2 separate regions of the Zea mays genome follow, and region 2 is linked to region 1. The links are chromatin contacts, called in public Hi-C maps. All regions are on one chromosome and are shown on one strand. Each heading gives the region's core, a stretch centred on a gene start, on an enhancer-like site or on the middle of the called end of the contact. The rest is flanking DNA. Distances are from core to core; before and after follow the strand shown.

The links. Hi-C and Micro-C count contacts between places; a contact is called where the count stands out from the background.
Region 2: a contact with region 1 is called in a Hi-C map of endosperm, with 2.6 times the contacts expected there. The contact joins the promoter of LOC100501819 here to the promoter of LOC100381552 in region 1. A contact is called at or near these places in 3 of 25 Hi-C or Micro-C datasets (ear, endosperm and tassel).

The regions. Positions count from the first base shown.
Region 1 is chr8:2,829,742-2,833,724 of Zm-B73-REFERENCE-NAM-5.0, forward strand. LOC100381552 (putative argonaute family protein) reads left to right here and starts at 1,848. Exons shown (of 24, transcript NM_001174379.1): 1 at 1,848-1,911; 2 at 2,904-2,949; 3 at 3,758-3,983. The coding sequence starts at 3,771. It also overlaps a transcript of LOC606445 not described here.
Region 2 is chr8:3,090,971-3,094,818 of Zm-B73-REFERENCE-NAM-5.0, forward strand. LOC100501819 reads left to right here and starts at 1,546. Exons shown (of 3, transcript NM_001357723.1): 1 at 1,546-2,303; 2 at 2,451-2,939; 3 at 3,057-3,625. The coding sequence starts at 2,030. The coding sequence ends at 3,193.

The DNA of each region.
Region 1 (3,983 bases), core at 598-3,097:
AAAATTTATGTATGAGTAGGATCACAAATGGATTACGAAACATTTTCTCATAACAATACTACACACATTTGTACATAAATTATCGTGTTATTATACGTTTCCATTACAACGTACGAGCACTCATGCCTATATGGATCGAAAGTCACGTAACCAAACAAACTACTTTCACACAACATACACATCGCAATAGTTTTTATAAAACACATATCTTATAACTGTTTTGAAAAAGACACAACTCAATTAACACATGGGAAATGCTCCGCGCAGTACGATCTATGATGTCGTCTAGATCCACATGAATAACCTATGATATTCGTCTCTTAGGCTATGTCCAGCAGATCCCTTATCCATCCTATATTTTTTAAACTTTTATCTACAAACAATATCATCTACAGTTTCGCGTCCTCTATTTTTCTGCACTCTACTAGAGACAATATTGTCCAACTATCTACAATCTTTACATGTCTGACTCATATGAATAAGATATAAGTGATTAATTGGCTATATTTGCAGAGCTGGATGCCGATCGGATCTACGCATAACACTGTACCATAAGACACCCCACATGTTAATGTTACTATGTTTTATTATCTCCTATTAAAGCTTTCTCATTATTATTTTCTTACGGTGGCGTATATAGTGAGTGGTCTGAAGTAGGACGCAGCGTATCCTAAGCCAGTCCACCAGACCACTAATTCACTTAGGTCTAAAAAAAATAAAACAATATATATTATATTTGTATTTTCTACTGTATGCATTGGACTTAAATATTAAATTTATAGTTTCATATACTATTCTTATCTTTATATTCTGAATTATATACTAAATTATTATGGATTGTACGAAATTATTTATGAATTTTTATGGCATACCTCATATAAAAATTGTAGCTATGTCACTGCTTTCTTGTCCATGAGCTTGTACCAAATCCCCCGCATTCATTCCTCAAATCGTTGCAATTCCCATCTGCAACACCCCCCCTCTCATCCATTCATCAAATCTTTCCAATTCCCTCCCCAAATCCGCCGCATTCAATTTTCAAATCCTTACGACTTGCTTCCCCAATCGACGCAAAGCAAAAAAAAAAGGAAACGGAAGGCTGGCAGCCGCACAGCCGTGGCCCGGCCCCACTTCCGTTCTCGCGCCGGAGGAGCCCAACACCGGCAGGTGGCAAAAGCGCGGCTACTCCCTGACTGACTCACTGCGAAAGCGACAGTGCTAGTACTGCAGCACTGTGCCCGCAGTTAACGGAGAAGGAAATGCCGCAGCTATCCTTTCGAACGCTGCCCAAGCTTTTTATGCAAAAACGGGAGCGACACCGTCCCGGTACCGGCCGCAGCCACACAGCCAGCCCCACGCTTGCGTTGCCGCTAATAAAACCGTAGAATGCTCCGGGTCCACAGGCATCGGGTTGCCTCTACCCGGCCGGCGGAACCCTTCAGTGACGATGACTGGTGGGATACACTTTCACTGGGCCCACAAATCAGTCGAGTAGTTGTTGCGGCCGATGCCGCTTTGGCGGTCAGCGCGCAGCCGTGCGCCGAGGAAGTTGAGAGAGCACGGTGGGCGGCGCGAGTGCGTGAGGTGCCTCCCGCGTCCAACCCTCCCCTCCACGTGTCGCCTTGTCTGGCCCACTGATGAGTGACTAGTGATTTGGTGCTATGGATGAAAAAAAAATGCGCCCCCCCCCCCCCCCCCCCCCCCCCCCCCCCCCCTCGCGCGCGCGTGGGCGGGTGCGGGATGACCTCGCTGCCCTTCCTTCCCTGTCCCCGGTGTACACGAGGGCCGCTGGTACAAGAGCGTGGGTGGGCGCGGGCGCACGAGCCACTTCACTTGTGCTCTCTGTTCGGAAAGAAGCCCGGCCGGGTCGGAAGGGGAGCAGTTCTCGCCTTCTCGGGGAGGTCGCCAGCGGTAACGGAAAAACCCTCGTCCCCTCCCCCCCTCCTCTCACCCGGTCCCTGCTGGTCGAAATCTAGGGTTTTGGCGGGGTTTGGATCGCCTGTTCTTTGACCGGAGGTTGTTCGTGCCGGTGCCGCGCGGACTTAAGGAGGGTTTCTGCGGTCAGTCCTGCTGCGCCCTCGTGTGGTCTGTTCTACGTACGTTTCTTTGTTTTTTTTTCTTCTTCTTGTTTTAAGATCGCTGCATTCTGGTCTCCGTTTACAGGGTGGTGTCTTTGTGGATGGATTCTGTTTGCGTTGGGTTTTTTTTTCCTGTATTTGTTTCGGTTGTTTTCCATCAAACAGGTCGAGTCTTTTCCTTTGGTTAATTGATGGTATGCCTCCGTGGCGCGCATGTGACAACTTTTGGGGGTTTTTCTTCTGTTGATTCTATTTGTGACTTCTCCGATTTTCATCTCTTTTTTTTGGGTACGTGGAGGGTTTTGTTGCTTTCCTGCTTGCAATGGCAAAGGTCGGACTTGTCCTCTTTCTTCGTCGTGCATTTGTTCTTGTCACGCGCAAAACTGTTCATTTCTCTGCATAAAGGGCAGTTTTTGAATAATACTCATTCGGTGTTTGATAAATGTGCATCTCTGGAAGGTTCATTGTTGAGGATATTAGTGCAGTGCCTTGTTCTGGAATCTGGAAGGTTCGTCCAATAAGGATTTCAGTGCGGCGTTGTTAATTTGGGGTACGCGCTGCAATTTTCTTTTTTTTTTTCTTTTGGTTTCTTTGGAGTCATGGAAATCCCGCTATCGCTTTCCAAAGGAAAAAATGTTCTTTCTTTTTCTTGCCTTTCTTCCTGGATTTGTTCCCCTTTCCAAATCTTTTGCGTCTTTGTGGTATATATATAGATGTATAATGACATGACTATTATTGTAATTTATTTGCATTCTCCTATGTTTATAGTCGTTTTATTGTCATATGATGATATGGTATAGTTCGTTTTCATTTGTTGACGTGCAGGGTTGGGCAGAGGCTTTGCAGCTTTTGGGTCAGACGCAGTGTTCTCGTGAGTATATTATGCCATATAGTTTACTATTTTGTGTGAACATGTAGAACATTCCTTATAAAGGACCAGTATGATATTTCTGTATGAGTTCAATCTTCTATCGACTAAGGTAGTCTGTTGTGTAATTGTGTTCGAGGTCCTTTATTTATTACTGTTTCCATAGTTTGTTGTTTAACACTGTTTCCGTAGTTTGTGAGATGATCACGATTTCATTTTTTTTGTTTTTAAATTTGTACAGTCACATCAATTGTCCTTTTGCTTACCTGTATCATTCTTACATCTATATTATGCAGTAACTTCTCTTACTTCTTCATTGTATGAAATATTAAGAAACAAAATAAATGACAGATATTTAAATGTTCCAGTTTCTAATTGATATAAGTGGAATGTATTCCATTGCTGTTAGCATGGGCTACAAAATAATAAAGTATCCTGATGTTACATTTGTGTCGCATATTTGGTGGGGATGGGATTTGAGAGTAAACATTGTGGTTTACTGAAATGTATACCGTTTGCATAATGTAATTAGTTGCCAGTTGATATTACTTGTGAGAATGTGTATTGTTGGGGGTGTGGCATAAGTTAGGGACCCCCATTAGTGGTTTTAAGTTTGGATTTCAGTTTTTTGAATAGTTTTTATCACTTCAGCTTGTTATACTACTGAAATCAGATGTTTTTATCTCTGTTGGAAGGGTGATTTACCTGTGTATTTGTCCTTCTGCTTCAGTTGCGTTGCTGCTTGCTTGAATCATGCATCTAGTGCCTACATATATATGTCTGATTGGGGTTGCTTTGGATACTCATGCAGCAAGGCTCACTAAATGGAGTCTCACAATGGCGAGGCTGATGATTTGCCTCCACCACCCCCTTTGGCTGCTGGTGTTGAACCACTTAAAGCCGATGAAACAAAGATGCCATTGAAACCTAGGAGTCTGGTCCAGAGGAATGGCTTTGGCAGAAAGGGGCAGCAGATAAAGCTGATAACAAACCACTTCAAAGTTTCTCTCATGAAGGCTGAAGATTTTTTCTATCAT
Region 2 (3,848 bases), core at 296-2,795, 260 kb after region 1:
TCACTCGGCGGCGGCGGGCTCCCCCAATTCTCTCACTGTTCGTGGTGGTCAACGATTCTCGCGTGAAGATAGGTTGGAGAAGGCGGACGCGCCCGAGGTCCTTATACCCAGGTCGAGGCACGCAGCGAGGAAGTTTCGCCCAAGCCGTTGCGCGCGCAGAGATGGTGGGGCACGCGGCGCGCGATTTTGGCGGAGAAGAGGAACAATAGCTGAGTCCACGCTCCCGAGGAACAGCTTCTGACAAACGGGTCCCGCGCGGCAGTGACCCGCTGGCGTGACATCCCGATTTCGACCGGTGGGCCCAAACCGCCAGTTGGCAGGCGCACGCGGGCGGGATGGGCTGCACGGAATTCATTTGTGGGCCAGGCGGACTGAATTCGGCCCGAGCGGAGTTTCTCCATTTCTTATTTCCTTTTCTTTTCTTTTCTTTTGGTATTTTCTTTTCTTCTCTCTTCTCTTCTCTTTCCAAATTTAAAATTTCACATTTAAATCTATGTGTGTGAAGTTCATATTAAATGTATATATTCACATAACAATATGGACTGATTTTTTAATTCATTTATATTTTTATTTTATCCTATTTGTATGGTGTTTTCCTTCTCTTTTCTCAATTCTAGAATTTCTTTTAGATCTTAAATTCCAAACATTTTTCTTGTCATATTATTTTTATGTTGCCACAAGGTGCACACAAAATAAAGACCCAACATGATGCATATTTTTGTGGTATGTCTTTTATTAATTATTGATTTTTTTAAATATGGTGTTCACATGTGATGGTAAATAGATACTACACATATAAATAAAGGAAATATATTTTTCTCCTTTTATATTATCACTTACAAAGTGGGTATTACACTTGATTTCAAATAAATAAAAGGGGTTATTTATATAAAAATGACGCAGCATGATCATTGAAATTGTTGTTTTAATATAGTAAAGATGAACTGCAGTCTGCCTTAAAGCTCGGTGCATCTGAGCATCGATTGCACCGAAGAAAGCCACAGAAAAAAGAAAAGAGGGAGATGGAAGAATCTGGATAGAACATTGAACTCTATTTATTTCTGATTTTTTTTCATGAACAATTTGAGGGTGTACTGTGCTCAGCTTTTGTATAATTTGGAAAGAGAGATCTGGAATGTTTTGCGCACACAACTCATGCCCCGTCCTCGGATGCTAGTAGCAGCATCATTTTTATGTCACGGTGCTAATAATGACAAGGGCGGGTAGAGGATCGATGTGGGTTGGAAGCAGGATGTGTAGAAGGGAAATGGGGTGGGGGTGGGGTGGGGTGGGGTGGGGGTTTAGGGTGGGTGCGCATAGAGACGAGGGCGCCTGCGAATGTGATGGGTTTTGTCAAGGCCGGCAGGGGACAGAGGTTCTACCCCAGGCTGGTAGTGGCCGGGGTTGGACTCCCCAAACCCACACGGGCGGCCTCTGAACCTGTACCCAAAGAAAAAAAAAACAACAAAAACAAATCTGTGCAAATTCTCTCCCTCCTCCTCTCTCTTTCTATCTGGAATTCTGGATGCAGTCTGCAAGGATGACACAAGAACAAGAACAACGCGCAGTCTCTCTCCTCTCTACCCTTCTGCTGCCATCGATCTCAAAGCAAGGGAAGGGAAGGGAAGCCGCCTGAAAGCCCAACCAAACCAAACCAATCGCATCTCCCACTCGAAAAAGGCAGGCATCCAAAACCCATCCAGGGTAGAAAGAGAGAGGGAGAGAACGAGGAGGTTACCCATCAATCAATCAACAAGAGACCTACTGTATATAGAGCAGAGAAGGGGGATACTAATTTGTTAGTAAAACTCAAACAAGGAAGCACTTATTTTGTGCTTGTTTAGTTGCGATCAATTAGCCCGCCGCCGCGCCGCCGCCTCCTCCTCCTCCTATATTAGCCCACTTCCCTTCCTTCCTTTGCAGCAGCAAGAACTAAGGCTTGTCCCTTTCCCTCTCTTCTCCTCCCCTCCCCTCCGTCTCCCTTCCCCATCTTCTCTCCTGGAAGCCGCCTCGGTCGGACCCGGACAAGATGGCCGCCTTCTTCGGTGCTGCACCGCCGCCGGCTCTCGCTTCGTTCCGCCACGAGGAGGAGCAGCATCAGGACGCCGCCGAGGAGGTGTACCACGTGGACGATGTCGACGAGGGCAGCGGTGACGGCCGTGGCCACGGCGGCGCCGGCCAGGGGAAGCTGTGCGCCAGGGGCCACTGGCGCCCCGCCGAGGACGCCAAGCTCAAGGAGCTCGTCGCTCAGTTTGGGCCCCAGAACTGGAACCTCATCGCCGAGAGGCTGGACGGCAGATCAGGTAATGCCAGCCACTACGCACCGCAATGCGGATGCGCCTGCTTGCTTCGTGTTCCTGACGGCCGGTGATTGCGCGCCTTTCTCTCTCTCTCTCTCTCCCTCTCTCTCTCTGTCGTCTGATGGAAATGGAATGGAACCGCGCGCGCAGGGAAGAGCTGCCGCCTGCGGTGGTTCAACCAGCTGGACCCGCGGATCAACCGGCGCGCCTTCTCGGAGGAGGAGGAGGAGCGGCTCCTGGCGGCGCACCGCGCGTACGGCAACAAGTGGGCTCTCATCGCGCGCCTCTTCCCGGGCCGCACCGACAACGCCGTCAAGAACCACTGGCACGTCCTCATGGCGCGCAGGCAGCGGGAGCACTCGGGCGCGCTCCGCCGCCGCAAGCCCTCCTCGACCTCGCCCTCGCCGGCGCCGGCGCCGGCGCCGCACCTGGCGCCCGTCGTCGTCCTCCACCACCACCACCACTACGCCGGCGGCTCCCCTCCCATGCCGCCGTTGCACGCCGCCGACGCCCACACGCAGTACACGGCGGCCGCGGCGGACACCCGCGCGCACAGCGGCGGCGAGTCCGACGAGACCGCCTCCACGTGCACCACCGACCTTTCCCTCGCCTCCGCCGCCCCCTGCTTCTACCAGAGTGGTACGTACAACGGCACGGGCCTCGGCCGTCGTCGTCTCACTCCCATGTCGTGTTTTTTCCCCCCGAACTGACCGCCTGCCGTGGCGTGCGTGCGTCCGTCCGTTCCTTCCTCCGCAGGCTACGACGTGGCCCCGCGCGCCGCGGCGTTCGCACCGAGCGCGCGCTCCGCCTTCTCCGCGCCGCCGGCGACGGCGCGCTCCGACGACAAGGTCTCGCTGCCCTTCTTCGACTTCCTCGGCGTCGGCGCGGCGTGATGGGGGGGCCGGCCCGGGCCGGCCAGGCGGCGGTGTACAGGAGGGCGGAGGCGGTCAAAGGACGAGAGCCCCGGCGGCGGTGAAGCCGTGCCCGCGCGTAGTTTAGCTTTAGAGCCCGAGTTAAATCATCGAGAACAGAACATGGCCTGAGCCTGAGAGAGGAGGAGAATGGCGATCCACCATTGAACTGGTGCCCGTGGCATTGCAGACTAACAGCTCCGCATCCGTTCGGCTGCTGATGTTGCTAGTAGTAATGGTACGGTGATTACTCTCTGCTTTGGGTTGGGAGAGACGAGTTTGCAAGCACCACCAGACCAAGCAAGGGCGACGATGGGTATGGGTGGATGTTTGCAGAAGAAGAAAAAACCGCTTGTAACACAAACTGCAGGACAAAGGCAGATCAGAGATCCTCTGCTAACTCTCTTTTTACCCTGTCTCCTGTCTCTCTCTCTCTTCTTTTCATGTTCTGCACTTCTCTCTTCTTAGGATATTTGTTTTCTTTCGATTTCTTTTTTTTCCCTCCAACTTCTCTTTCGCTTCGTATGCCGAAGAAGAAGAAGAAACCCCTAGCAGGAACGAATTCCCCTGCAGCATTGCGAACTCGCAATGTCTGTCCGCTGTCACTGTGTGCCTGCAGGTCGTGGGCGGCGGACGG